Linked DNA regions of Mus musculus: region 1 is linked to region 2. The links are chromatin contacts, called in public HiChIP or PLAC-seq maps. All regions are on one chromosome and are shown on one strand. The core of a region is the stretch at or near the end of the contact, and the rest is flanking DNA. Distances in the headings are between cores, read along the strand shown. Region 1 holds the start of Ptprj (protein tyrosine phosphatase, receptor type, J). Region 2 overlaps Ptprj (protein tyrosine phosphatase, receptor type, J).

The links. HiChIP or PLAC-seq counts read pairs in DNA pulled down with a chosen protein or histone mark.
Region 1: a BATF HiChIP or PLAC-seq map of CD8 T cells shows a contact between it and region 2, with 27 read pairs. The contact joins the promoter of Ptprj here to the enhancer-like site in region 2. A contact is called at or near these places in 8 of 39 promoter capture datasets (the C10 cell line, embryonic stem cells, hematopoietic stem and progenitor cells and 3 more), 2 of 15 datasets of contacts at CTCF or cohesin (CD8 T cells and large pre-B cells), 35 of 484 Hi-C or Micro-C datasets (B cells, the C2C12 cell line, CD4 T cells and 27 more), 13 of 115 datasets of contacts at active chromatin or transcription factors (the 230-238 cell line, CD8 T cells, the HPC-7 cell line and 9 more) and 6 of 9 other capture datasets (adipose tissue, bone marrow-derived macrophages, embryonic stem cells and 3 more).

What each region holds. Positions count from the first base shown.
Region 1 is chr2:90,575,365-90,582,497 of GRCm38.p6, forward strand. It overlaps Ptprj (protein tyrosine phosphatase, receptor type, J), which reads right to left and starts at 5,231. Exons shown (of 24, transcript NM_008982.6): 1 at 4,792-5,231. The coding sequence starts at 4,887. Gm46752 (vegetative cell wall protein gp1-like) reads left to right here and starts at 5,391. Exons shown (of 3, transcript XR_001783391.2): 1 at 5,391-5,552; 2 at 5,747-6,006.
Region 2 is chr2:90,539,326-90,546,555 of GRCm38.p6, forward strand. All of the region lies in intron 1 of Ptprj (protein tyrosine phosphatase, receptor type, J), which reads right to left. Among named protein-coding and RNA genes, the nearest start is that of Ptprj, 38 kb to the right of the region's middle. Within about 2 kb of position 3,891, at least 121 of the 459 cell types and tissues checked have an H3K27ac peak or open chromatin away from gene starts, as enhancers often do. A contact at or near this core is called in the C2C12 cell line, CD8 T cells, Th1 cells and 12 more, where this site is marked.

The sequences.
Region 1 (7,133 bases), core at 3,981-6,480, 37 kb after region 2:
ACACAAGGCAGGTGTGCCTTTGTATACATACTCAGGCTTCAAAGAAACAGAAGTAGCCATGAGGGGCCTGAAGGTGTGACATAATTTGGGACACAAAGAATCCAAAATAATTCTCAGGCCTATCAAGGTTCGGGACCCTCAAGCCTATCTCTTGCCACAAAAGCCTGGCATCGATGCTCAGTTACACACTGAAAACCTCGACATCACCAGGACTTCTACAGCACAGAACAGGAAACTGGAGCAACAGAGCAACCTGGCTCTACTTGGGAATCATAAACTGAGAACATGCGCAGCAGCTACCACCAGAACTTCTGAAATGGCCAAATGAGACAGTTCATTAAAAGCCCTAACACAGTGCCCGACACACCTAATGCTACCTATTAATTATAATATTATCGGTGGCATGATGCTAAAAGGGAAATACACAGAAAATTGCATCTTATCCGCCACTCAAAATAATTCCCCTGGCCAAGAAGTGAATGAACTAAGAAGTAATTACTCGTGATGCACTGGCTAAAGCCAGGCCTACAGTCATCCAGAAACTCGGCCCCAGCCTCAAGCATTACTTTTAGGAGCTAAATAACCTCTTTGCTGACCAAAATTGCTCACTCTGGAGCCAGGATTCTCTCTGCTCAGGAAAGCTTGGGTATTCCTGGTCATCTTTGTCCTGGGGCTGAACTTGAAGTTAGCCCAAAGTCACAGACTAACCATAAACCAATTTGCTCTGTTTTCTTAAACTGTCTGCAAACAAAACAGAATGGTTGGGTTTTCCTTTGTTGTTCTGAAGCAAAACAAAAATAAAGTCACTCCTGTGAGAACTTAAAAAGCAGTTATAAGAGGAGCCAAAATATTTAGTGTGTGTACTCTGGTTGAAGCAGGAAAATAATCAGGCTTATAGATTAGCCACAAGACATAAAAATACAAAGTTATCACCCACCAAATGACACAAGACAAAGCAAAAAGGAACACTGTGAGACCAAGTGGCTACCAGTTGTTTTTGTTTTGTCGCTATCATCAGCATCTATTTTAATACAGACTGCTGTCAAGCTGATTAAGGAACCTAACAGGACTATATGTCTCAAGAGAGGAAGGAGAGATCACTTTGCCACACTGCCTAATACATACATAAACCAAAACTAGAGAGTACGAATGCACTCAGAAATGGACCAGTTAAGATAGCACACCCATGAAAGTCCTTGCACTAGGGTCATCTCTGACTGCCCGTCCTGTCTTGGAGAAAGGGAGTGAGATGCTAGTTTCAAAAATGGCTTTTCCGGGCCTACTAAGTACTGATGCTTCCGGCATCTCAGTTTCCAGCTTCCACGCCCTGTCCTCATCGGTGTCCAAACAGAGCTGGGTCTTTTCTGTGACCTTTTTTTCCCTTTCCTTTCTTTCCCTCCCCATTTCTGTTGCTTGTACTATAATAAATAAGAAAGCCTCTTCTGAAAAGAAAAATCAACATTAGGGAAGCCATCAAAGAAGTTCCCTCTTACTTTCTACACACACACACACACACAAATCAAAAATATTTCAAATCTAATTGACTTTTAAAAGATTTATTATTTTTCTTTTATTGATGTGTATGTGTGTCTAACTATGTGACTGTCTGTCACATTTGTATTGGTGCCTGTGGAGATCAAAAGAGAAGGTCAGAGCCCCTGGAGCTGGAGATAATTGTAAGCCTGCTCTAATTGACTCTTAAACTCAATTTGTAAGCAGTTTGGGGCATACAGTAACACAGCACTGTGCTCGAAGAGAAAACACAGCCAAAAAGCCTAGGCCCAGACTGGTAACTCAAGCTCTACTCTTGGCTTTTTTATAATCCTATCTTGCCAAATAACCTCTTCTCTCAAGTCCAATGTCCTCATCTAAGAGGTTTGAAGGGCTGGAGCTGTCTTCAACCACCAGAGCTAGCACCAAGCATGCTGGTGCTCAAATTCAATCCCAAAACTTGAGAGGCAGAGGCAGGCAGATCTCTGTGAGTTCAAGGGCAGCCTGGTTTATATAATGAGTTCTACCAGCCAGGGCTGGCAACATAAAAAAAAAAAAAAAAAAAAAACCCTGTCCAAAAAAAAAAAAAAAGGAGGGGAGCTTATTTTTAAAGGGGGGGGAGGCTGAGGATAAGGGTCTATGTGTTTTCAGTATAATATGTACATGTGTATGGATACACATGCCTGTGCTTGCACTGGGCAGAGGACACAGAATCGTATTCCTTTCAGACAGGGTCTCTTCCTGGGCAGCCAACAAGCCCCAGTGAGTCTCCACACCCCAGAGTATGCCCGTTCCAGGCACACACAACCACACTCCACATCTTACACTGGCCCTAGGGATTTGAACTCAGATCCTCATGTTTGTGTAGCAAGAACTCTTACTCAATGACCCATCCTATCTGCCCCTGACACAGTCTCTGAGTCACTTCAAAAGCGCAGGGCTTCTCTAAAACTGAGAATGTAACTTGGTGGTAGAGCGCATCCCCTACCCTGGGTTCCATCCCCAGCACCAGAGAGAGGGAGAGAGAGAGAGAGAGAGAAGGTGCCGATCCCCTGCAAGAGTCCATATCAAAATGAAACTGCTGAAAAGGATTGTTTTTGGAGATATTTCTTCATGAAACCTTTTATATTTCCTATTTTGTAACAAATACAAAAACAAGAATATGAAGACAGGACTCTCGAGTTTCTACAGAACAAACTAGAGGAAGGAAATAAGCAAACCCAAGGCAGGCGGAGGGTAGCAATGTGCTAAAGAAACACAAGGAAGGATTGGGCAAGAGATAAATTTACCCAAGATACTTTTTGCTGATTCAAAGCACAGCTTGCAACTTCTACTATTGTTGAAACAAAAGTCAGATACATACATATACATATGTATAATCAAATTAAACTAAAGAGAAATGTAGCTCAAATGTTTCTATAATATAAATTTTAGTTCAAGAGAATTTCAAGACCACACCATCCTGTACATGGAACACAAAAGCAAACAGATCTCAATGAGCTTGAAGCCACCCTAGTCTGCATAGCGAATTCTTGGAGAAGGGGAACTTCAAATAAGAAGCAGTTCTTTTTCTTTAACGTCAAAGACTGCTGTGCATGAATTTCCTACAGGGAAAGGATGAAGACAGCCCATCCACAATGTTCCCCAATAAATCCCCAATCCCATCTGAAAAGGCTTTATATGAAAAGTGGTGTACATATATAATATATATTTACAAAATTCTTTCACTCTTCAATGGAAGCCATTCAAACAATTCTACTATGAAATGGTGTGTCCCCTCCCCCATTCCTGCAGATGCTTTTTGCTAAAGATGGAATTGGGGAAAAGGGGCAAAATCAACTCTGGTTCTTCTTCAGACTCAGCTCTTACCCAGTCCAGTAAAGAATTATTTGCTGGGGACAACACCACGAGTCCTGTGCAAATCCTGCTTTAGAAACTATAAGTTACCCTTGCTGACAATTAGTTCAGGCCCAGACTCAGGCTCCCTTCTTCTGCCCGCCTGCTCTGCTGCCCCAGTGCCTATGTTTCCTCTAGAACAATTCATATTCTCATTCTCTCTCTCTCTCTCTCTCTCTCTCTCTCTCTCTCTCTCTCTCTCTCTCTCTCCCTCTCTCCCTCTCTCTCTCCCTCCCTCCCTCCCTCCCTCCCGTGTCTGTGTGTGTGCAAAGCTTTCTCTCAAAGTCAGTTTCCATCCCCAGCCTATGCTTCATTTGTGTCTCACTGTCTGTTTAGAGCTGGTACCTATAAAGCAAGTGAGACTTTCATTAGCAAAAAGCAAGACAAGAGCATCCTCCAGGCCACTTTCAGCTGCAGAGTTCAAGACCACAGCCAGTTCCCAGAAGGCTGTGAGGCAGAACTCGCTTGCTCAGCTCCCGCAGCACCAGCTGGGTGATTCCACTCTTTCACTTCTCTCCCTCAGTTCCCTATCTGCAAAATGGGAATGTCCCCCCAGCTGCCTTGCATCACATCCCCTGCCATGAAAATACCACTGAGAGAAAAGATCCAAAATTCGAGTCCCACCATTATCGGAAAAAAAAAAGTGAAGCAAGGAAAAAAAAAAAAGAAAGAAAAGAAAAGTCTGGAGGGGAGGGGTATAGCTAGCGCCCACAAAGCACGAATGCACACCCAGAAAAGCCAGCACTATCTCAGGAGCGATGATGAGAACAGAGCCAGCAGCCTCAAGGGACGCCTTTGAGCGGCCACCTTGGCAAGGCTGGGAACTTTCCCCCACAAAAAGCGCCCTCGGTTCTGAGTCCGGCGCTTCGCCCACCGCCCAGCGCCAGGGCCTGTCCCCAAGCACCCGGCCACCGCCACTGCCCTTCTGTCCAAGCCCTCGTGCCCCTCCAGGCCGGGTCGTAGGTCGGCCTCGGCTCAGCCAGGCCGTCCCTGCTCCGCATCCACAGCCCTCCGCAAACACGCCCCCTCCGGCCGCTTCGGGCGCGCAAGCAGGGCCCGCGCTGGCCAGACGTGACCAGCTCCGGGAAAGGCCGGGCCACCGCCGCCTGCAGCCCATGCGGGAGCTTCTATGGAAGAGTCAACGGGCACGGCGGGGGACACCCTGGGGACCCCGGAATCCTGCCCTTCCCCTGGCACCCGGGAGCCAGGGAAGGGGCTGAGTGGCGGGAGCAGGAGGCTGGCCAAGATCCCTGCCAGCCTCCTCCAGGAGGAAGGCTCCCAGGACCACGATCTCTCAGACCCTCGCCGGGTGTTCCTGGAACGGGTGACACCCGGGCAGGTGCAGGCGATGCCAATTCGGCCCGCGTCTTCCTACCACACGCCCAGGCCCACTCGAGAGCTTACCTGGCCCTGGCGTAGCAACAGCAGCAGCGGCAGCAGCGCCCAGCGGAGCCCGGGCGAGCGCGGGGGTGTCCGCGTCTCCCGCGCCGCGGGCTTCATGCCCTGCGCGCCCTGGAACGTGCCCGGGACGCGCCCCGCCGTGTGCCCGAAGCCGGGCGCCCTCGTCTCCGTCTCCAGCCGACGCCTCCGCCTCCTTCTCCGCCAGCCGGTCCGCCTAGTCCCCGCTCCGCCCGCCCCGGGCTTCCCCGGGGACATGGCAGCGGCGGCGGCGGCGGCCACACGGCGGAGCCTAGCGCGCCTGGCGCGGAGCGGCCGCGGCCTTAGACTCGCAGGGGCTTCGCGGGGCGGAGCGAGCGGCGCCCACCCTCCGCGCGTGGCTCCCAGCTCCCGGCTCCCGCGGCCCCGGCTGCTCCCTCTGCCTCCTCCGCGCGTCATGCGGCTCCGGCTGCAGGGAGCCGCGCCGAGCGCTCGGCCCCCTCTCTTCCCCTCCCCCTCTGAATATTCATCGCTTCCTCCCGCTCGGGCGGGCCGGCCGCTGCCGTGCTCCGCGGCCCCTCGCCGCCCTCTCGCCGCGGCCCCCGCCCCCAGCGAGCTGGCGGCGGGCGGGGAGTGGGCGGTGGCGAGCCCGGTGCACGCTCTGGCGTCTCCCCTCCCGCGGCCGGAGGAAGCGCCCCCTCCCTGTCCGCCTAGCCCTCCCACATTCCTGGGACTCGGGACCCGGGACGCTGCTCCACTGTTCCAGAGCCACGAGCTAGTATGGATGGGTCAGTAGGGACTCTTCAGCCTGGGACTCCCTCCCTGGCTCTGGCTTGAGCGTGCCTCTTGCCCAGGTCACAGTCGTGCTTGCTTCTAGACCGCAATCTGGTGAAGCCTGGCCCGTGGGTGGGCTTTGGGGGAGGGTGTGGGTGAACCCCCCGAAACTATTGGAAGCACACCATGTATTCTGTTCTCTCCCCAGACGCTGGGCCAGGAAGTCAGAGAGCCTGCACAGAAGCTGGTCCAGTGATTAGAGCCCCAGCTGTGGCATATGGCAAGCCCAGCTGTGCTATATACTAACTGTGTAATCCTGGTTGTGTGACTTGGAGAGAGATGCCTCACCTCTCTTGACCACTCTATGCTCCTGTGTAACAGGAAGATACTACGGGTACCTGTCTACCGAGACTTGCCTGGCGATTAAATGAGATCATGGGTAAAGTCCCAAAGAGGGTGGGACATAAGGTGAGCCCATCTGGCAGCTGTCATCACAAGTCCTGATCTGAAAGGAGTTACAAATTACCACGAATACTGCTACTGTGCCCAGGCTCACGAGAGGAAACCAAAGAGCTCTATCTACTGCACCTAGAAGTAATGACAGACAGTACCAAACCAAGGCATGCTAGGGAGGGAAAGACTGATTCTGACCAAAGGAAGAGGTGACACTTGAGCTGGGCTTTGATGGATGGTTGGGTTTCACCGGGCAGAGAGAGGGGAGCAGTGTGGCAGGAAGTGGGAGCAACTTGGCAAAAAAAAAAAAAAAAAAAAAAAAAAAAATCAGAAGGCAGATTCTTCAACCTTGACCTTCTGAGAAACAGAGAAACAGGAGCGTTCTATTTGGGAAGACCTGAGCAGCCAAGATAGTGAAGTGAATCTAGTCTGGACCCTATGAGAACTGGAATGTAGACCACCAGGTGTCCAGCCTGCTTCTAGGCATCCCTTGGGCCTCAGAGTCCCAGCTTCACGCAGAGAACAGAGGGGAAAGGGGCTGCACCTGTCCTCTGGTATTTTGCATTTGATTAAACACTATCTGGTTATCACAGCCCACAGGAGTTATGTTCCTCCCTGCCTCACTCTTCTTGAGGCAGAAACAGGTGTTTTTTAAAAGCACTCACACCAGCCAGGCATGGTAGCACACAGCTTTAGTCACAGCAATCAGGAGGCAGAAACAGGAGGAGGTAAATTCAAGTCCAGCCTGGTCTACAGAGTGATTTCCAGGACAGCTGGGGTAACATCATAAAGAGACTTCATCTCAAAAAAATTAAAAAATAAAAATAAACAAATAAATAAATAAAGCACCTTCCATGGTGCCCAGAGGAAAGGAGTTATAATGCTAATAGAACTGTACCTGCCCCTGATCCTCACAGACCTTGCACCATCCCAGTTGCCACAGATTCACATCTTGGTTCTGTCAACAGGGGTATGAACTCCTGCATGCCCTTTGATTTCCTACTGGGTAGAATGTATGCCCCCATTTAAGAGGTAGTGACCGTTTAAGAACTAACAGCCTTCTCTGAGAAGGGGTTAATACGTGCATAATAAACAAATCAAGATGAACTGATACTCTGTATGAGAAATGAACCCTGAACAGT
Region 2 (7,230 bases), core at 2,641-5,140:
CACACCAAGGATTTCCAACCATAGCCATGCTAAAAGGATTTAATTACTAATCTAATCACTGGTCACTCTGCCCAGATTCAGCTGCAAGGTCAGTGATATAGATAAGTGGCTATAACCCAGGAATATTGGCAGTCTGGACACCACGTGGCCAGTACTACCTCTCTGATGTGGTAATCACATCAGAGCTGATTCCACACAACTAATGGCTCTTGAGTTTATAATTCCAGCCTTGGTCTGGAGAGATGGCTCAGCCGTTAAAGGCTAGGCTCACAACCAAAAATATAATTCCAGCCTCAATGTCCTTCCTGAACTCCAGGCTCCTGCTCCAACTGGCCATACAAAAATCCCACTCAGATAACCAATAAGCATCTAGAACTCAGAAGTTCCAAGTGTCTTCCTCTAACTCCCACCAGCCTGCTGTCCACTTTTCCATTCACAAGTCAACTGGCCATGACTTGGGCCTTGTCACCTGATGATGATGGTGGTGATGTTGGTGATGGTGATGATGGTGAAAAGCCTTCCTTGGCACCACATATAACATGAACCTACTCCATCCTCTCCGTGCTGTATCCCCTTATCCAACTTCACTTTTCTTCACAGATGTAAAGCCCATCCAACATTCTGCTTTTTATTTGTTAACATATTTATCTATCTTCCCCACCAAAGAGATGGGAATTTGTCTGAGTTTTTCAGTATCCCAAGCACACTGTAGTGCATAGTACACAGTCAGTGTGAGATAAATTGTATATGCTGAGTGAATCCGTTAATTGGTTAATTTTTGAGGCCAGGATAGACAGCAAGAGGATCAAAGAAACAATGGAGGATCTTAACAGAAAGGACTAGGTACTCTTTTCCCTGATTTTATGATTTACTATAAGCTATTGTAATCAAGGCAGTTTAGCACTAACAGTTAAATGGACAATGGCGTAAAATGGAGAGCCTCACATTTATAGCCATTTGATGATGTGCATGCATGTCTGCATTACGAGCATGTGTGATGGTCAGAGGAGCACTTTTGGGCATTGGCTCTCCCTTCCATCTTCTGAGACGAGGGTCTCTCTTCTGAAATGATTAGGTCTAACCACGGTCTCCAGCTCAGGCCCCAGGACTCAGACTTAGGTTAGTTAGGTTAGGCTTCTCAGCTTCTCTCCACTCCTTTTCCCATCTGTCTTATTTCATAGTGGTGTTGTTGTTGGGTTTTTGTTTTGTTTTTGTTTGGTTTTGGTTTTTCGAGACAGGGTTTCTCTGTATGGCCCTGACTATGCTGGAACTCACTCTGTAGACCAGGCTGACCTCGAACTCAGAAATCCAACTGGTAGAGTGCTTGCCTAGCATCCATGAAGCTTTAGGGTCCACCCCCAGCACAGTCTGTAATGCCAGCACCTGAAAGGTGAAGGCAGAAGTATCAGAAGTTCTAGGTCAGCCTCAGCAACATAACAAATTCAAAACTCACCTAAGCTGTAATGCCTGGGCTGTCCTGGTCTCAAAAAAAAAAAAAAAAAAAAAAAAAAAAAAGTCCAGATTTCTAACTTTTCATGAATTAGATAATGGGCTCACTAGGTCCACGGGCTCAGGCTGGGCACTGGGAGAGGACAGTGAGGTAAGTAGACGTGAAGTCAGAAACAGAACCACACGTCAGTTCTGTTCCTCACTGAAAGAGAGACAGACACATCTCAGGGTTCACACCACTATCAAAAGCACAAAATGGAAGGATAAACCATAGGACTTTGTGTTTCAATCAAGGTGGGGCAACATAGAACTCAGGAAAGGAAGGTTTCCTTTGTGTCTGATCTACAAGTCCAGGCAGCTGTGAATGAAAAACCGTTAACACTGGATTCCCTTCTCTTCTACCTTCAGGGCCCCCTCCATATCCATTCACTACAGACAGCTACAGTCTTTACAAACTAAGTAAGTAAAATAAAAAATGTTATTCTCTGTACGGTCAAGGCCAGCCAAGGATACATAGTGAGACCCTGTCTCCAAAAAAGTTTTGTAAGGAAAAGGTTACAAACATGCCAGGTGCTTTCAATATGTAATCCTACTTCATTCACAGAATCTTAAGGCATCGGTCAGAGATGAAGAAACAAAGGTTGGAAGCTGGCTTGTCCAAGGTCATTGTCAATAAGACAGAAGCAGGCAACATGACGCTGGCTTTGGAGAGTGCTGGATCTACAAGGTGTTCTTTTCCTTTCCATGGAAGTCTGAGGTACCTCCCTCCTCTTAGCTCTAGCCTTCTCTGCGGTTACTCCTGACTCTCTATCTGAGTCCCCTCACAGCCATACTGACTCTCATTGAGTCTACTGGTCAACCAGGAAACCATACCTTTCTTTGCCTTATTCTTTTCACTGCTCTTAGGGGCCAGATGACCATTAGCATCTACTGAACAGTCTTCCTTGATCAACAGGAACAAAGCCACAGGCCTGCTGAGATGCTCAGGAAATAGAGGTGCTTGCTGCCCAGCCTGACAGCCTGAGTTGGAGTCCCCAACCCCATGTGGTATGAAAGCTTGCTCCTGTAAGTTGTCCTCTGGCCTCTACACCATAGTGCAAGCAAGCAAGCAAGCAAGCTTGTTCTATTTTGTGGGATTCAAGTCCACATTATCAACAATACAGACATTCTGGCCAGCCAAATCGGCATCAGAACCAAATGCACACATGTTGCTTGGTAGCCTTTCCTTTCATGGGAACAGTCTTGCCCTGGAATGTCACCATATCTCAACTCCTTCTGACTGTATTTCAAGGGGATTCTGAAGTTCACCCACATCTAACCATTGTCCTGAAATCTTGATCCAAAGGAGCCCTTAAACCACCCCATGCTAACTCCTGTGCTGGGTGGGTGCATACTTTGTATGCTACGGAATGGAGTCACATGAGTTTACAAGCCTACAGTAATGACAGCCTAGCCCTTAGTCATATATTGTCATAGCCCCAAAGGATCCAAGCAACCGCTTAAGCCAATTGAGGAAATAAATCCTAAGCTGAGAGTCTCATTAAAAGTCACCTGGCTGAAAGAGGTGGAGCTAGTGCTGAAATCCAATTCTCTAGGCTCCTAAACCACACTTCTTATGATGACACACTGCTTCTTCTCACTGTCTTTGGGGGTGTACAAGCCTAGGCCATCCCTGCATGCTTACAACCTTAAAGGACATACGGACACCATCATGGTGAGTATGCCATAGCAAAAGGCAAGCATGTAGAAAGCCATCCTAGCTGAGTCTTAGAGGTTTCCTTGGTTCTGTCCCTTCATTCGGCTCCTTACAGGGTCAAGTATAGAACCAATATCTTAGCTTTCAATCCCTTACGAGACACGAAGCCACACTGTGAGCCATGCAGTAGGAGGAGACAGACAGTGTTGCCATAGTCTGAAGCAAAGTTAGATCTGCTCTACCTACCTGCTCACACTTCTGCTCCAGCCACCACCCTAGCCCTCAATTCTCGGCAGACCTTCCACAGCTTCCTCTTGAGTCAGTTCTCTATTACCCAACATCAAGCATCTAACTAAAAAAAAAAAAACTTCATTGACAGTTACCAAGCCCTGAGGGGCCATGGTAATGAGTCAGATGTGAACCTTCCACAATGACCTCATCATCTAGAAGACCTCAGGCCTCTGAAGAGCCATGATGTATGATGCAAGTGCTACGCTAGAGACACAGGCAAGTGTCATGGAGGCTGAGAGAGAGTCATGACTGATTACAGATTTACAGAATGAGGAGGGCAGCCCAGTTCTGGGAAAGTGTGTCTATGTGTTGAGCCTTTTGAAGGCAGAGTTGGGCGGGGAGGATTTCCATAATCTGGAGGGGGGTGTATTCCAGGAAGATGGGACAGCATGAGTAAAATCGGGGAAGGGAGAGCCCACGGGCATGACTCGGAACACCCACTGGTCTACGGCAGCCTGTAGCCTGCCTGGGGTATCTGGAAGGATTGAGAAAGAAAACACCAGAGTAGGAGGTAAAGGCCACACAGTGAACCCAAAGTATTGCTTATATTCTGTCCCTCCTACGCAGCACTGAAGTCCCAAGAATGTGAGGCAGGGAAATTCAAACTTGTAACAGGAATGAGGGGGCAGCATTAGAGACCTGGAGGAGGGATGTGAAACTTAGAAGGCTTTCTTGTAGGCAAAGAACTTGGTCCTCATCATCCTTGCCCCTCCCTGCAGTGCCAACTCTGCCTGCTCTGCACATCATGTCCATCTCCACAGTGACGCTGGCATCTGACCATCTGGATGATGGAATAACATCCATCTAATTTGGCCCTGTGAGGGAAGGAGGGAGGGAGGGAGGGTGTGTGTGTGTGTGTGTGTGTGTGTGTGTGTGTGTGTGTGTGTGTGTGTGTGTTTACTCATTGGTTCATTCCTAGGTGACTTGTAGCCCTTACAAGCCCCCAGCCCCTGTTCAGGGGCCAGCAGACGCATTGTTGAATTGACCATCTGTTTTTGAAACAACAGACATCACATTGGAAACATGGATCTTCTGCGGCTACACTTTTACAAGACAACAAAGAAGCTAACTGGCAAATGTTCCCTTTAAGCAGAGTTCACAACCCATGTCCATTCCCTTCAAGACTGAGAACCAATGTCCACTAGTCACTTGGCATCTTTCAAAGGGTATCTACCACACCCCAAAAGATTTGCAAACTCCTGTCATATGTAGCTTAGTAGAGTTGATCCTTCCAGATCTTGGTGTTTGCCCCTCACTCAAACCCTACACCCTATCTATAAGATCAAGCAGTGACAGCCCAGCACCTCACTTCTTCCACTATACCTTCAGGCCCAGCCAGATGGCACCACTAAGGGAAATCAGAAGGCACCTCCAGGGGACTGGGCAGCAAGCCTAGGAGAAACCTAATACCTTCTAGTGCCACAGGACTCTTTACACTTGGACTCCTCCTGTTACCTACTGTGTGTCAGACCTTCCTAGCAGGGCTCAAAAAACAACTGAATGAGACAGTTCTGCCAGCCCTGGGAAAACTGCAGGTATCCCTGGTTTCGATGCCACATGGATATAGGAAATGACAGCACAGTTCACGCGTAAAGCTTGCAATCCACACACACTATACAACCAAATGTTCAGCCGTCTCCAGCTAGCAATCCAGGCAGCAGGCACAGTGTCCCAGAACCAGGTAAAAGGGCCGCATGCTTACCCTTATTAGCATCAGCCATTTGTGATGATTCGAGAATTGACTCCACGGCTCTGATGGTTATTTAAAGAAAGAGTTGAACAAGGTAGAAAAGAAATATAACTGTGCTTCATCTTCAGCGAGCAAGCAATCTCACTGGAGAAAGAAACATCAAACCCTAGACACAGAGTAATTGAAGGTGTGGGAGGAATGTGAACAAGGGCAGGGTGGGATGGGAGGCCTGCTGGAGGAACTGCTGGACCTGGGTTTTGAAAGAGGGCTTTAGGGTTAGCAGGGAGGTGATGTAGGATGTAAAGAGCTTGACACACAAACCTGAGTCCAGATCCCACATTTAAAAGGGGGGCGGGGGGTACACAGCACACACGTCTGAAACCCTTGCACTCCTTTCGGAAAGACAGAGAAGCAGACATATCCCCCAAACTCTCAAGACAGTTAGCTGTGTTAAGCAAGAGAGAAGGCAAGGATAAACACCTGAGGTTCTGCACAAAGGCACCACAGTATGCATGTCCCTGCACTTACATACGTGAACACACATGAGGGATGGGGGTGGGGGACCTCTTTGGGGCACATGAAGTGACCCAGAAGAGTACAAATAATCAAAATTCTTGTTATAACCAAAAAATGTATAGCATCATAACAATTTTTTTTTAATTTTAAGAAACATCAAATTTCACTTTATTGCTCTTATTTATGTTATGGACAGCAAAGGTACAAATACCAAAGCAGGTGGCAGTCAGAGGCCAACTTTGAGGGATCAGATCTCCCCTTCCACCACGTAGGTCCTAGGGATCAAACTCAAGTTGTCAGGCTTGGTGGCAAGAGCCTTCACCCACTAAGCCAACTCAGCCAAACTCCACTTTAATAAGAGCAAAGTTCTAAAACCCAGGGAACAGTCTGACTCAAAGCCACACATTTAGCCTGTGAATGGTTTTCCACTTGGCAAGTCAGTTCCTCATCGCTGTGTGATAATGCCAGTGAGTGAATGGGCAATCAGATCGGGGAAATTCCTAGTGATCATCAGAATGGAAAGGAAAGAAAAGGCAAGGAGGAAGCAAGAGGAGCTGTTGGCAAGGCCTCCTAAGTTCTGGCTCAGGCAAGCACTGCTCAGATCAAATGAGGAGAATGCCTGTAGACCGTGTTTCCACATTCGGTTTTCTTTCTGTGATTCACCGCTTGCTCTCTCCCCCCAAACTCTGGTTTCCTTATCCAAATATCTCCTGTAATATGAGATATTTGCATCTCCCTAATAAGAAAATCACTTCCTAACCTTTTGGACAAATTGCTAAAAGCAGCCACCACATTCTTGCATACTCTATTTAGCTGTAAGCCATACTATGTAATCTTGAGTCTTCAGATTCCTCTCCCAAAAAATGCCTACCCAACCCATCCCTGCCAGTCTCCCCCCGACTCACCCGCAGACCTGTACCTTCTGCACAAAGGATCCTTGGGTCGTTTCACTCAGCTACTTCCGCACTCATAACATACACACACACACACACACACACACACACACACTCACACTCACACACAGGATCATTTTTTCTCTCCAGCCAAAATCCATTACATGAAATAAACCTTGTAATTAGAGCAGGCACAGAGTCTAGAAGTTTCTATCATGTGCTCCTGATGCTGCCTCCCCTCTTTCCCTTTACTGCGGAGTCTAAGGAAGTACTGCTTAAGTCGAATTTCTTAGTTTTACAGGTGTGAAATCAAAACCTAAGAGAGGAAAGGGCCTGGCCAGACACGCAGCTTAGACAGCAGGCAAAGCCAGATTCCAGATTCAACAGACCAATGATATTCTCACTGACCCACACTGCATCTTAATCATCTTATGTAACCAACACATAGAAAGCTTACCATGTGCCCCGAACTCCTCTGACATGTTTAATTCTCACAACAACCTGATGGCAGACATTCTATCCTCCCCAGTTTACACTGTAGGCACTAAGACACAGAAAGGTTAGTCACTCATCCACTGTCAACAGGGCCAGAAGATCGGGTATGTGAACTCAGGCAGCCTGGCTCTTGTGGCCAGGGTTCTCAAGTCATCTCACAGAAGCACTTGTGGACTAGAGTCCTAGACTGTTGATAAATG